Linked DNA regions of Sus scrofa: region 1 is linked to region 2. Evidence: chromatin contacts called from public promoter capture Hi-C data. All regions are on one chromosome and are shown on one strand. Each heading gives the region's core, a stretch centred on a gene start, on an enhancer-like site or on the middle of the called end of the contact. The rest is flanking DNA. Distances are from core to core; before and after follow the strand shown.

Region 1 (6,638 bases), core at 846-3,345, 620 kb after region 2:
CCCGCGCCCCCCGGCTCAGGCTCCTCGGTGCCGCGACTGCACACAGGTGGCGACGGCTCCCCGGGGGCAGAGTCCCTCTCAGGGCCTCTCGGCAGCCCGGGAGGTGGCTCCTTTCCACGGTTTCCGAGGGTGCTCCCGTAGGGGTGGGCCTCGCCTCGGGTCTGCGCACTCTGGCCGACGGTTCGGCCCGCGCTCTGGGCTCCGGTAGCGCCGCTCGAGGGCCCTCAGAAGGCCACCACGGCCCGCACCAGCACGTTCAGCATGTTATCAGCCGGGCGGCAAGCCGGCTTCGCCTCGCACGCCGGCGGCGCCGTCGGCGGGGCGGCGGGGCTGCAGTTCAGGAGGCCGGAGAAGCGCCTCTGCAGGACACGCGCCAAATTGGGGAAGGCGCCCTCCGTTTGCGCCGGAGGGGGCTGCAGGCGATTGAGGACCTCCGAAGGGGCCCCTTCCTCCTCTTCTTCTAGACGGGCTTTCTTACTCGGGACCAGTGCGGCGTCCCCACCGTCGCTCAGGCTGCTGCTTCGCCGCTTGCGGCTGACTTTGGCAGGGCGCGGGGCACAGGGGGCAGGGGTCTCCTCGATTCTCGGCGCCTCCTGCGTGTCCATGGGTTCCGGAGAGGGAGGCTCACCGTCGGGGAGCGCTGCATTGGCTGCGGCTTCCGCTTCTCGCGGTGGGTGTAGGCGAGGATCAGGGGAGCGGGCGGGTGGCAAGGGCACCTCAGGCTCGTGGGCTTCCACCTTTGCCGAAAGGTAGAGCTCCCGGGCGCTACGCATGACCAGCGACAGCTGCAGACTCCGGTGCAACCGTAGGCCACCGCGCTGCATGCGCGAATGGTACATCTTCCAAACGGACAGGGTCATAATGCGTTGCGCCTCTTTCTGCACTTCCATGACGACTCGACGGCGGGACCGAGGTTTGGCGGGGACTCTGGGCTGGGCAGGGGAGGTGGCAGGTGCACTCCAGACTATGCGTTCGTTCACGCCTCTCTCTGCGGAGATACCCACACTGAGAGACTAGTAGGACGCTCTGCCCGGCCGCCCGCCACCCGGGCCCTTTTGTACCCAGTGTGATGTCACGGAGACGCCCCGCCCAATCAGAGAGCCGCATCCGGGCTTTCCGCAGCGCAGCGGGGCTAGAGACTCCTTAAAGGGACAGGGTGGGATTTACCCTGAGATGAAAAGGGACCCGAACTTGTAGAGGGTGAGCGTTCCCCAGTCCAAGCTGACCTCTCCCGGCGGTATCCTTTCTCAGTGGCCCCAGTGCATCCTTGCGCAGGCCCAGTGTAGGGGGGCCGTAGGTGGGGCTCAGGGCCGACCCACGGGTTGCGTCTGTAGAGCCCAGCGAGCTGGCCTTAGCTTGTAAGTTTCCTTTCGCACCTGGGAAGACCCGGGTTCCAGCCGGTACATCCCCCGTGGGAACAGTGCCTAGCATCTACCAGTCTCTTAATTAACGTTTTTTTGTTGTTAATAACGATGCTAGCAACATTTATTAAGCACTTACTATGTGCCACGCGCTAAAGTCTTTCCTTTCATAAATATGTTATTGATCTCTCACCTCCACTCCGCGGAGGGTAGTTATATCTGATTTCTTCAGGTGGGGAAACCTAGACAAGAGTGATTCGTCCAATATTTGCTAAACAAATAAATGGGCTACTGCGGTGAAACGAGACCGTTTGGGCCTCCAGCCCTCTCCATTCCCCTCCGTATGGAAGCGGTAAGAAGGCGGGACACGCTGGTTGCGTTGCCTTAGAGCAAAGATGCCCACTCCACGGGCGGCGGATGTCTGCAGACACAAGTGCAGTCCAGGCTGCCATCTCTGCGCTCCGCAAGAATCACCCTCCCACTTCGTCTGTTTCCCTAGGCACGAAATCCACCGTGGGCGTGGAACTCGTAAGGCGGAGTACCCAGCCGCAACACAACCCGAGTGAGCACGTGGCTGTGGCCCCCCAAACGACGCAGCGGTGCTCCGCCTCTGCTCCCCAGGAGGCGGAGTTGGGGTAGAAGCTGAAAACTGAACAACTCAGAAATAGAGCAGATAGAAAACAGCCGCCCCACCTTCCGCTTCGCACTACAGTTCCAAGGAAACCTAATTCCAGTTACTCAGGAAAAAAAAAAAAAAAAAAAAAAAGCAATACGGTTCGAATAGTTCCATTCATTCGTGGTGCGGGCCCTTTAAGGGAAGGCTCCACCGCCCCCAACTCTTGCGCGAGCCTTCCCGCCAAGAGATCTGCTAGACTTCCACCACTAAATTTGGAAGTAATGACGTAGAGCGTGCGCGTGAGCCGCTTCCGGCTGCCCATATAAGGACAGGAACCCGGATCTCGATACGGGACAGCCACGGGCTTCTTCCGGGCGGGGGTGGTGCCTTAGCCTCCGGACACGCCCCCTCCGCTCTTTCTCTCCCGGCAGCTAGGGCTGGCTGGAGCCCCCGGTTTCCGGAGCGGCGTTCAGCCCGGCCCACAGAGAGGAAGGAGAAAGTTTCGCTTCCTTCCCTCCGGAGACCGGGAAGATGTGACGCCCCTCCAGAAAAGCCCCTGCTGGCGTGTAGGGGCTACCTCACTGTTCACTCTGACGCCGTATCCCAGAGATCTACACAAAGACCTTGCCAACTCAAGCAGCTACTCCCTGAGGACTCTCATTCTGGTCCCCTCCATGGAGATCCTGCCCCTCCCCTTAAAGTGATCCTCCTTTGCACCTCTGGATCACGCTCAGGTCCCCCATCTCCAACTCTGACACATGGGGGGGTCAATTATTCTCTCTTCTAAAAGACTTCTCCCAAAACCGCTCCCATTCAGCGATCCTGCCATATATTACTCGCTGAGAACGTCCTCATCCCCGCTCCCCCACACTCCCAATCCCACGAAACTCCACAACGACATCCCCCGCCCAGGCGCTGTCTCTGACACACAACAGGGGCGACCTTCTGAGGGTTTCTTAAGATAGCCCGCTCCAAGAATCAGGACCCCACTCGGGCAACGGTCCCCCCCACCAATAAAAAAAAAATGCTTTCTCGGAGACCCCACACATAAAGGTTCTGTCGCACAGGCGGCCACCCTGAGTCCCTCTCCAGACATTCCCTGGTCCCACTCCACGCGCAAAGGACTTCATTGCAGGCTATCTTCAGAGTTGCCCCCACCACACTCCCTCCCACGACCCCCAGGTCGCACCCAGAAAGATCCTACCCTCCAGAAGCATTTCCAGGGCCCCCATCCAGGGCCATCCTGCCCCGGGATGCTTCCCTCCTCCGCAGGAAAAAAAGAGGAGGGGTAAATCAAACAGAACTCGTCACAGAATGCCTGCAGTTCACCCTGGCCCCGCGGGAAGGTGGAGAGACCACCCATCCCCATACTGCTCCCCAAACCTGTCACACCTGACCCTGGGCTGGAACCATCTTCCAGGACAGGATCTAGGTGCAGGAGCATCATAAAGATGATCTACTAATTGAAGGAGCCACTTCCCCAGCCATAATCTGACCGGATTTGAAGGAGACTATTGTTATTTATATTGCCCAGAAGGGAAACCATGGTTGCGCAGCAACAATCCGAAGGCCTGGGTCTTCAACCAAGGCGTAGGGAGCTCTGACTCGAACCCAGCCAGACAGAACTGACACATCTGTGGACCAAGATGCGAAGAGGAATAGGTACGGGCAGGAAGCCGTTTCCGCCCACAACCAAGATGGCCGAAGAGAGAGCGGAAATTTCCACACTTCGGGCCTCTAAGGCCTCTCTTTCTCCCCTTGTGGCTCCGCTCTCGTTGGTGGCCTGGGTCACGTGACGGGAGCGGGCGGGTGGGTGACGGCGAGTTCTGCATTGCTTGGAGGGAACCTGCGTCCAAGGCCGAGAGGGGAGGGGGCTCGGCCTCGGGCGGGTGGGAGGCGTGATATGTCTCTCGAAGATCCGTTTTTTGTAGTACGAGGGTGAGTGACAGCGAAGGGGGAGGGCAGAGGGTGTCCTGTCCCCCTGCCAGCCAGTGCCCGGGTGCCAGCCGGAGCGTGCCAGGTATTCTGGGCACCACCGTCGGGATTGCCCCGTGGCCGTGTGGGAGGGGTACACAGGGGGATATGAGGGTCTCGTGAGCCCCCAATTCGTTTGGGTGCGCAGTATGGGCAGGAAGACTGCCTGCCCCCAGCTGTGCCCGCTGTGCCCCTGCCTGCAGCGAGGTGCAGAAGGCGGTGAACACAGCCCGTGGGCTATACCAGCGGTGGTGCGAGCTCTTGCAGGAGGGCGCGGCGGTGGGACGCGAGGAGCTGGACTGGACGACCAATGAGCTGAGGAATGGCTTGCGCAGCATCGAGTGGGACCTCGAGGACCTGGAGGAGACCATCGATATCCTGGGCGGGGGAGGCTGGAGGGCTGCATGGCAGAGCCCATTGCAGTGGCAGGGGGCTCTGGGAGCCAGCCCTTGGGGAGGCTGGACACTTAGGAGATGTCGATTGAGGGCTTTGAGGCAAAGGAGGGTGTTCTGTCCTGGTCTGGCCTTGACTCTTTAATCGAGGCTTACGCATTGTGGAAGCCAACCCAGGCAAGTTCAAGCTCCCAGCCGGAGACCTGCAGGAGAGAAAGGCGTTTGTGGAGAGGATGCGGGAAGCAGTCCAGGTGAAGAGAGTTTGCCGTGGGGGTGACTGTGGGGAGGTAGTGGTGTCTTTATTCAGATGCTGTCCTCATCCGTAGGAAATGAAAGACCATATGGTCAGCCCCGCAGCCATAGCCTTCATGGAGAAGAATAATAGAGAGGTAAGGAGTCCTGACCCAACATCCTTACCCTCTGTCCCTAGAGGTGACCCTCTCCTTGGAATGCAAGCCTGAAGCGTCCATGTGCATTCACCAGTTTCCTGTGTATGTGTATGTCTGTCCCTTCTGCATCACGGCTCATCTTCTCTGTGTGCAGTTGTCTACCTGCCTGCTCTTTCTGGATGTGTACACCTGAGCTCTCTTCTCTGTATATAATCCTTTCTGCCTTCTCCTACCGGTCTATACTGTTTTCCTGTGTGTGAATGGTGGCCTCTCCTTTTTTCACTGTGTTACTGTTTTCAAGATACATGCTTACCTTTTTTTTCTTTTAATCTGTGTTTGTACCTGACCTCTCTGAGCATGTGAACTTGGCCTCCAAGGGGACTCACCATCTGCCTTGTGCATGCACACCATTTCCCTCTGTGGGTGTTTGCCCCGGGTGTGTGTTCACTCATACGTTTTGTGCACATTCTCCCTGCTGTCTCTGTCTGTACACCTTTGCCCATTGTGTTGTGTGTTCTTTCTCTGCATGTTGTGAAACACCAGCCTCACCCTTTAAACCCACATGGGGTGTGGGGCGGGGTGGGGTAGGGGGCTGAAGCCTCAAGAGCCTGGAGTCCTATAGCAGGGTCCACATGCTTTGCAGGTGTGCTGCTGCTCCGAGGATTTAAGTTCAGTTTCTTAAATACATGTGTCTATGTGATAATATATGTTCTCCATGGATTTAATTTATTAAGTCCTCATTGCAGCCTGAGGAAACAGGAATTACAACTCTTCTCATCTTACAGATGAGGAAACTGAGTCACAGGGAAGTCAAGTGATAGGGTCTTGGGGTCACCTTGCTGTAAGTGGTGGCTCTGAGGAACCCACACCATTCCATTCCAGAAACTGCCTTCTTGACTAACCATTGTCTAGATTTGCCACAAATCTTGTCTGTCTCTGCCGTGAGTGGGTGTCGCTCCCTGAGCCTGTGGTCTGGGCCCCCACAGATGTTAACGGGCAAGCCAGCCACCCTGAAATCATCCAGCGACTTGCTGGACGCCAGTGTGGTGTCGGCCACCTCTCGCTACATTGAAGAGCAGCAGGCTACACAGCAGGTTTGTGTGGGTGGCTGGAGGTGCTGGGCTGGAGGAATCTGCAGCAGGCTCAGGGCTCCCCACCTACAGCAGTCCCCACCCCTCCCATCTACAGCTGATCATGGACCAACAGGATCAACAGCTGGAAATGGTGTCTGGGAGCATCCGGGTTCTGAAACACATGTCTGGCCGAGTTGGGGAGGAGCTGGACGAGCAGGGCATGTGAGGCCGTGACCCTGGGGGTGGGCCAGGAGCCCTCAGCCCTTCCAGGGGCTGATGCCCTCCTGATCTCGGCAGTATGCTGGACGCCTTTGCTCATGAGATGGACCACACCCAGTCCCGGATGGATGGCGTCCTCAGGAAGATGGCCAAAGTATCCCACATGACCAGTGGTGAGTCCCCTGGGAGAAGCGATTTGGCAGTGGGATGAGGGGGGGAGTGGGTTGTGGGTAGGACTGCCTCACCTCTGTGAACTCTGACCCTCTTGCCCCCAGACCGCCGACAGTGGTGTGCCATTGTGGTGCTGCTGGGGGTGCTTCTCCTGGTCCTCATCCTGTTCTTCTCTCTCTGATCCTGGTCCTCCCCCAGGGCCTTGGAGCTGGGGGCGCCGGCAGGGCCCTGCCCATCCTGGGGGGAGAGGGTCATGCCTGGGGAGCTGTCTCAAGGCTCTCATCCAGAGCCAATAGGACCTCAGGGCCCTGGCCAGAGCACCCACCTCTGGTCCTGTCTCAAGTGTGCTTAGAAGGTGGTGGAGGTAGGGGGACCTTGGACACACCCCTTCCCATTTCTACTTCCTGTGCCCCAAAGCCATCTATTTGCCCCTGTGCCTTCTA
Region 2 (5,910 bases), core at 559-3,058:
CCCGCACAGGGGACACGGGGACACGGGGGCTCGAGCGGGCGCACGCTGGAACCCAGATGCACGCAGACCTCAAAGGCGCACGGGGGAGCACACGCGCACAAAGGCATGCGAACCACAAACACAGGGAAGGGTGTGCAGGGGTCTTCCAGACACAAACCCAAGGGAGGGAATAGTAAGACAGGCAGAGGCACCAGCCACACCAGGATGTCCTTAAAACCCAGCTATAAAGGCAGGGACACCAAAGGCCACACGGACACATGCAAGATAACACACCACATCCGAGGGATAGGAGGAAGTCCTCAGAACTGAAATATAGTACATAGAGAATCCCAAGGGAACACACAAAAAATATTGACACACGCACAAGCCCCAGGGGCATACACAAGGTATACAGACATACAGGTGTAAACATAGAACCAACATACCCCCCCCACTCATCAGGTGCACAGCCATGGGATCACCCTGATGCACAAGAGCTCAACACACACAGATACACAGACACAACACATGGATATATACACAGAACAGAAACACACCCCTAGAGACATGTCAGGTATGTGGTCTCAGAGGCACACACAGACACGCAAAGTTCACAGACACTCAAACATATGCACAATCACTCATGTACAAAGTGCAGAGTCACACCGGAATTCATAGAACCAACACACACCTGCAACCCCCTAGCACAGGGCCCTGGGGCCACAGGGCTCCATAAGGACACACGAAATACAGGGACACTTGAGGATGTGTGTACCTAGTACCAGCTGGTATAGGCACACACTCAGACCAGGTACACAGGTCACATAAAGCAGGTGGACTCAAAAGTTGTACAACGGTTGGGGTTCTCCTGATCTCCTGGAGATGCTTACACAGAGCCCCCTCCCACACACACACCCAGGTACCTGGGCATGCACAGTAGGAAAGTACCTTGGCTGAGGATTCCTCCAGGGATCTGCACACAGATCCCCCCATATGCTTCCCTACAACAGCCCCTGCTTGTTGTAGCCACCGTGGCTGGTGGAAGGAGGTCACCTCAGGGCAGACTGTGGTGCCATGTGGCTCCCATTGGCCAGGACTGAGCTGACAGATTTCTCATTCTATTTATTGATCTACCCCCCACTCCAGTCCTGGAGAGGGTAAAGGAAACCCTCGAGCTCCCCCCGCCCCCTTAAGCCCAGGCTTTAACCCTTGTGGGGCCATGGTCCTTCTCCACCTGGTCATGTCCCTCAATTCTGGTCCCCTCACCACTGTCCTGCCTCAGTTTCTCCTTTCTCCAAGTCTCCCTTTCCCATACCTTCCCCACTTCCTTTAGATTTCTGCCCAGAAAGCCAAGCTCCAACTGGCCTAGGAGGGTGGGGGTTCAACCCTACTCTACACCTGACTTCTCCCACTGGGATGGTGATTCCCTGGAGGGGAGGGGCATGTAAGGAAGAGGATGAGAGTAAATAGTAATTGTGCCTCCGTGGGTGGGGACAGCTTTGTTGGTGTCTTTTGTGTATCCTCCCCCTTCTAACTGAAAAGCAGGAGGGGATGTCTTTGGAATATACATTTATTCATTCCACTCAAATCATCTCAGACTCTTCCCAGCAAACCAATGAAGTGGATATTGTAATTTTCACAGATGGGTAGCTGAAGCCCAGAGAGGAGCTGACTCTTGCCCAGGGAGGCACAGCCTGTAGGCTGCAGAGCTGGGATCCTGTGGCCCGGCCTTAACCCATCTTCCTTTCAGGATTATCTTGAAGCCCTCCAGCCAGCCTTCCGGCCTGCTGAGCTTCCCGCATCCAGCAGCAGGGGGCAGCAGACACCAGAGCCCTCCCCTATTCGCGCAGGCTGGCTCTCGGTTCCTCTTTCTCTCAGCCCTTCCCAACCCCCAGCTTATGAGGCCCCAAAAATGCAGGGGCCCCAGAAGAAAGGAGGCGTTTCTTGAATAAAGCCCCCTAGAACTCAGGTCCCTAGCAATGCCTCACTGGCACGTGATCCCTCTTAATGTCTAGCTCTACTTGCGGCAACACAGGCTGGGCGGGCAGCCTCTGCATTCCTGAACTGGGTCAGACCAGGAGAGAGGATTCCTGGATCCCAGCCCAGTGGTCAGTCCCACCCTCACCCTAAAGTCCTTTGAATATCCCCTGGAGTCCAGCACAGGATGGGAGGGGCAGTGGGGGAAGCCCCAGTGCCCAAACCTCCTGGTTCCTTCTGGCGTGGGAACTGTCCTCCCCACCCCACCCCAGCCCCCAGTTCCTGGGGCCCCTGCCAGTGCTGACTCATAGGGGACCCAGGGCTGTGACTCAGCAGCAGCCCTTCCTGAACCTACCCCCTGAGAGATTTCCTACCCCATGTCACCTCGTGTCCCCTTGGGGGTCTCCTCCAGGACCAGATGTAGGCCTGGTGGGTGTGTCAACAAGAAGGCCCTTCTCAGCTCCGTCAACCCCCCAAGCCCCAACCCCCAGGGACCACCCCTGCCAAGGCTGTGGCCATGGGAAGGGGGATGCCCTGCAGTGGGGTCTTGGGCGGTGCCCGTGTGTGCCCAGATGTGTGTGTAGCTGGCACACCCAGCAGTCAGCCAAGAGGAAAGTTCGAGAAGGCAAGGCCCAGGCTAGGAGGACACCTTCCTCCGCACCCAACCGGAGTCTGGGCAGGAACGCTCCAGGTCCAAACGAGGCCCTGGGCTGGGAGCTTGTTCCCTCAACCACAAACCAGCTTCTCCAGACATCTTCCCCGTCTCCGGAAATGGCAACTGCGTTCTTCCAGCTTGGGCCAAAACCTGTCCTACCAAATGCAATCTGGAGTTCATGTCTTGGTGCAGCAGAAATGAATGCGACTAGGAACCATGAGGTTGTGGGTTCGATCTCTGGCCTCGCTCAGTGAGTTGGGGATCCAGTGCTGCCGTGAGCTGTGGTGTAGGTCGCAGACATGGCTCAGATCTGGCATTGCTGTGGCTGTGGCACAGGCTGGCAGCTCTAGCTCTGATTAGACCCCTAGCCTGGGAACCTCCATATGCCACGGGTACAGCGTTAAAAAGACAAAAGACAAACAAACGAACAAACAAATGCGATCTGTTAACAAATTCAGTTACTGTCCTCTCTAAACAGCACCTAGGATCCTACCTTCTCCAGAAGCCCCCACCCAGGTCCGGCCCTCATCGTGTCTCTCCTGGACCTAGGACATTGCCACCTCCATGCTCTCCCTGCCCCCACCTCACACAGTCTGTTCCACTACAGCCCAAGGAAGGGCAACTGTGAACACCTTGGGCCTGCCATGTCCCTCCTCTGCTCAGAACCCTCCATGGTTTCCATTTCATTCACACCAAAACCCCAAGTCCTCCCCTAGACCCTGCACACTCTATCCTGTCCCCTCCCTGCCTCTCCCCCACTCCCTCCCTGGCTTCCTCTGCTCAGTCACATGGGCCTCCTCACTTTTCCTCAGACACACCAGACGTGGTCCAGCCTCAGGGCCTTTGCACAGCCCGTCCCCTCTGCCAAGGCCTCTCTTCCCCAGACACCTGCATGACCACCTCCTTTACCTCCTTCAGGTCTCTGCTTAAATATCCCCTCTTCAGTGAAACCTTCCTTGTTCCCCTTATTTAAATTCTTACCCCATTGCTTTATCCTGCTCTATTTTTTTCATCACCCTATCACCTTTGAACACACTGTATGTTTTACTGCATATTCTTGTTTCTTGTCTGACCCCTGTAGTCACATGTCAGCTCCTTCAGGGCAGGAAGCTCTGTCTTGATCACCACTGGAGCACTGACAGCAAAGTCTTAGACTGTTCTATGGACATATGGATAATTACCATGTTCCTGGCACATTGGGGGAACAACAAAGATGTGGCACCTGCCTGCCACTATCTGGCATGGTGGACAGTCACTTAGTTAGCTGGTTGCAGTGAAGAGTTTTCAGTGCCGAAAGCCAGAAGTACAAGGGAGTATAGGGAAGGTGTGGAGGAGGTGAGGTCATGAAGGGCCTTGACGACCAGTGAGTTTAGATATAAGTAGGACAGGAGGATTTGGGGGGGTGGGGTATTTTTATTTTTATTTATTTTTCTTTTTTAGGGCTGCACCTGCAGCTCATGGAAGTTCCTAGGCTAGGGGTTGAATCAGAGCTACAGCTGCTGGCCTGTACCACCGCCACAGCAATGCAGGATCCAAGCTGCTTCTGCAACCTATGCCACAGCTTGCAGCAGCACTGGATATTTAACCCATCAAGCAAGGCCAGGGATCAAACCCACATCCTCATGGATACTAGTCGGGTTCTTAACCCACTGAGCCACAACGGAAACTCCAGGTTTTTATTTTTAGTTAGGTTTATTGAGGTATCATTTACAGAGAGGACAATTCAACCTTTATACAGGTCTATGAGTTTTGACAAATGTGTACAGTGTGCAACCACGGCCTGAATCAACCAGGACAAGGGTGGACACAGAGGGCCAGTGGGGAGACCAGTATGGCTATCCGTTGGCTTGGGTTGGGACAGAGGCCCAGGGGACAGGTGGAAATGGGCAGTTTCAGGAAGCTGGGTGGACAGGTCCCCGAGGTAGACCAAGTGTGGGAGCCGAGGAACCAAGGAGGAAGGGTGGGTAGGTTGAGTTAGAGGCACCTGTGGGCTACCCAGGAGGAGATACTCAGGGATGGGGAGAAGTCATCCATATGTGGTGACCAAAGCTGGGCCCGGGGAACAGAGCATCTGAGAAGCAGTGCACAAAGATGGAGGAGGGCCGTCAGAAAAATGTAGTGTCCTGTGGCCAAGGAGGGAGTGGTAAAGGTGACAGATTCTATATAGAGGTCAAGGACAGCAGTGACTGGGGAAATTGGCCTGACTCAGCAACTTGTCAATGGTGCGATCAGGCAACCCCTGGAGAATTAAATGCTAAGGAAGGAAACAGAGGCAGGGAGCCAAGCGAGGCGCTCTCCAACAGGAGTATCATAAAATAAACCATGAGCCAAAACGTGAGCTGCCACATGTGTCTTTTTTTTTTTTTTTTTTTTTTTTTTTTTAAGCTTTTTAGGGCTGCACCTGTGGCATATGGAAGTTCCCTGGCCGCCAGCCTACAGGACAGCCACGGCAACAGGGGATTCGAGCCGTGTCTGCCACCTACACCACAGCTCACAGCAACGCCGGATCCTCAACCCACTAAGCAAGGCCAGGGGTTGAACCCACATCCTCATGGATACCAGTCAGATTCATTACTGCTGAGCTACAACAGGAACTCCCCATGTGTCACTTTAAAAATTTCTAAAAAAAAAAAGAAAAAAAAGGGAAAGAAAGTGGGAGTTCCCATTGTGGCTTAGTGGAAACAAACCTAATATCCGTGAAGATGCAGGTTCGATCCCTGGCTTTGCTCAGTGGGTTAAGGATCCAGCATTGTTGTGAGCTGTGGTGTAGGTCACAGATGTGGCTCGGATCTTGTGTTGCTGTGGCTGTGGTGTAGACTGGCAGCTGCATCTCTAATTCAACCCCTAGCCTCCTGGGAACTTCCATATGCTGCACCGGCAACCCTAAAAAGTGAAGGAAAAAAAAAATCTATTAGCCCTAGTACGAAAAGTAAAATGAAACAGGTGAATTGCAAGTTGATAATATATGCAACTGAACCAAGACATAGCATTCTTTTAACATGCCATCCAGATTTCAAAAATTCTCAATGAGATACTTTCCATTCTTCGAAAAAAATTTAGTTCTGGGTGTTCCCTGGTGGCTCAGCAACTTAAGGATCCAGTGTTGTCACTGCCATGGCTCCAGTCGCTGCTGTGGCTCGGGTTTGATCCCTGGTCTGGGAAATTCCTCATGCTGCCATCGTGGTCAAAAATAAAATTTAGTTTGACAACACCTCTCGAGTTGGACTAGCCACATTTCAGGCACTCAAGAGCCAAGTGACAAGTGGCAACCTCATTGGGAAAGCACAGATCTAGACAGG

What was found. Promoter capture Hi-C pulls out the DNA fragments that hold promoters and counts their contacts.
Region 1: a contact with region 2 is called in a promoter capture Hi-C map of fetal liver, with 2.3 times the contacts expected there. The contact joins the promoter of IER2 here to the enhancer-like site in region 2. A contact is called at or near these places in 1 of 5 promoter capture datasets (fetal liver), 9 of 47 Hi-C or Micro-C datasets (alveolar macrophages, embryonic fibroblasts, heart right ventricle and 6 more) and 2 of 2 datasets of contacts at active chromatin or transcription factors (alveolar macrophages and skeletal muscle).

What each region holds. Positions count from the first base shown.
Region 1 is chr2:65,910,396-65,917,033 of Sscrofa11.1, forward strand. IER2 (immediate early response gene 2 protein) reads right to left here and starts at 2,096. Exons shown (of 1, transcript XM_003123342.4): 1 at 1-2,096. The coding sequence starts at 890. The coding sequence ends at 225. STX10 (syntaxin-10) reads left to right here and starts at 3,737. Exons shown (of 8, transcript XM_003480777.4): 1 at 3,737-3,915; 2 at 4,155-4,324; 3 at 4,500-4,594; 4 at 4,670-4,732; 5 at 5,719-5,826; 6 at 5,921-6,027; 7 at 6,103-6,197; 8 at 6,300-6,638. The coding sequence starts at 3,881. The coding sequence ends at 6,376.
Region 2 is chr2:65,286,448-65,292,357 of Sscrofa11.1, forward strand. No RefSeq gene overlaps it. Among named protein-coding and RNA genes, the nearest start is that of MIR181C, 9.4 kb to the left of the region's middle. Within about 2 kb of position 1,809, at least 48 of the 83 cell types and tissues checked have an H3K27ac peak or open chromatin away from gene starts, as enhancers often do. A contact at or near this core is called in alveolar macrophages, embryonic fibroblasts, fetal liver and 6 more, where this site is marked.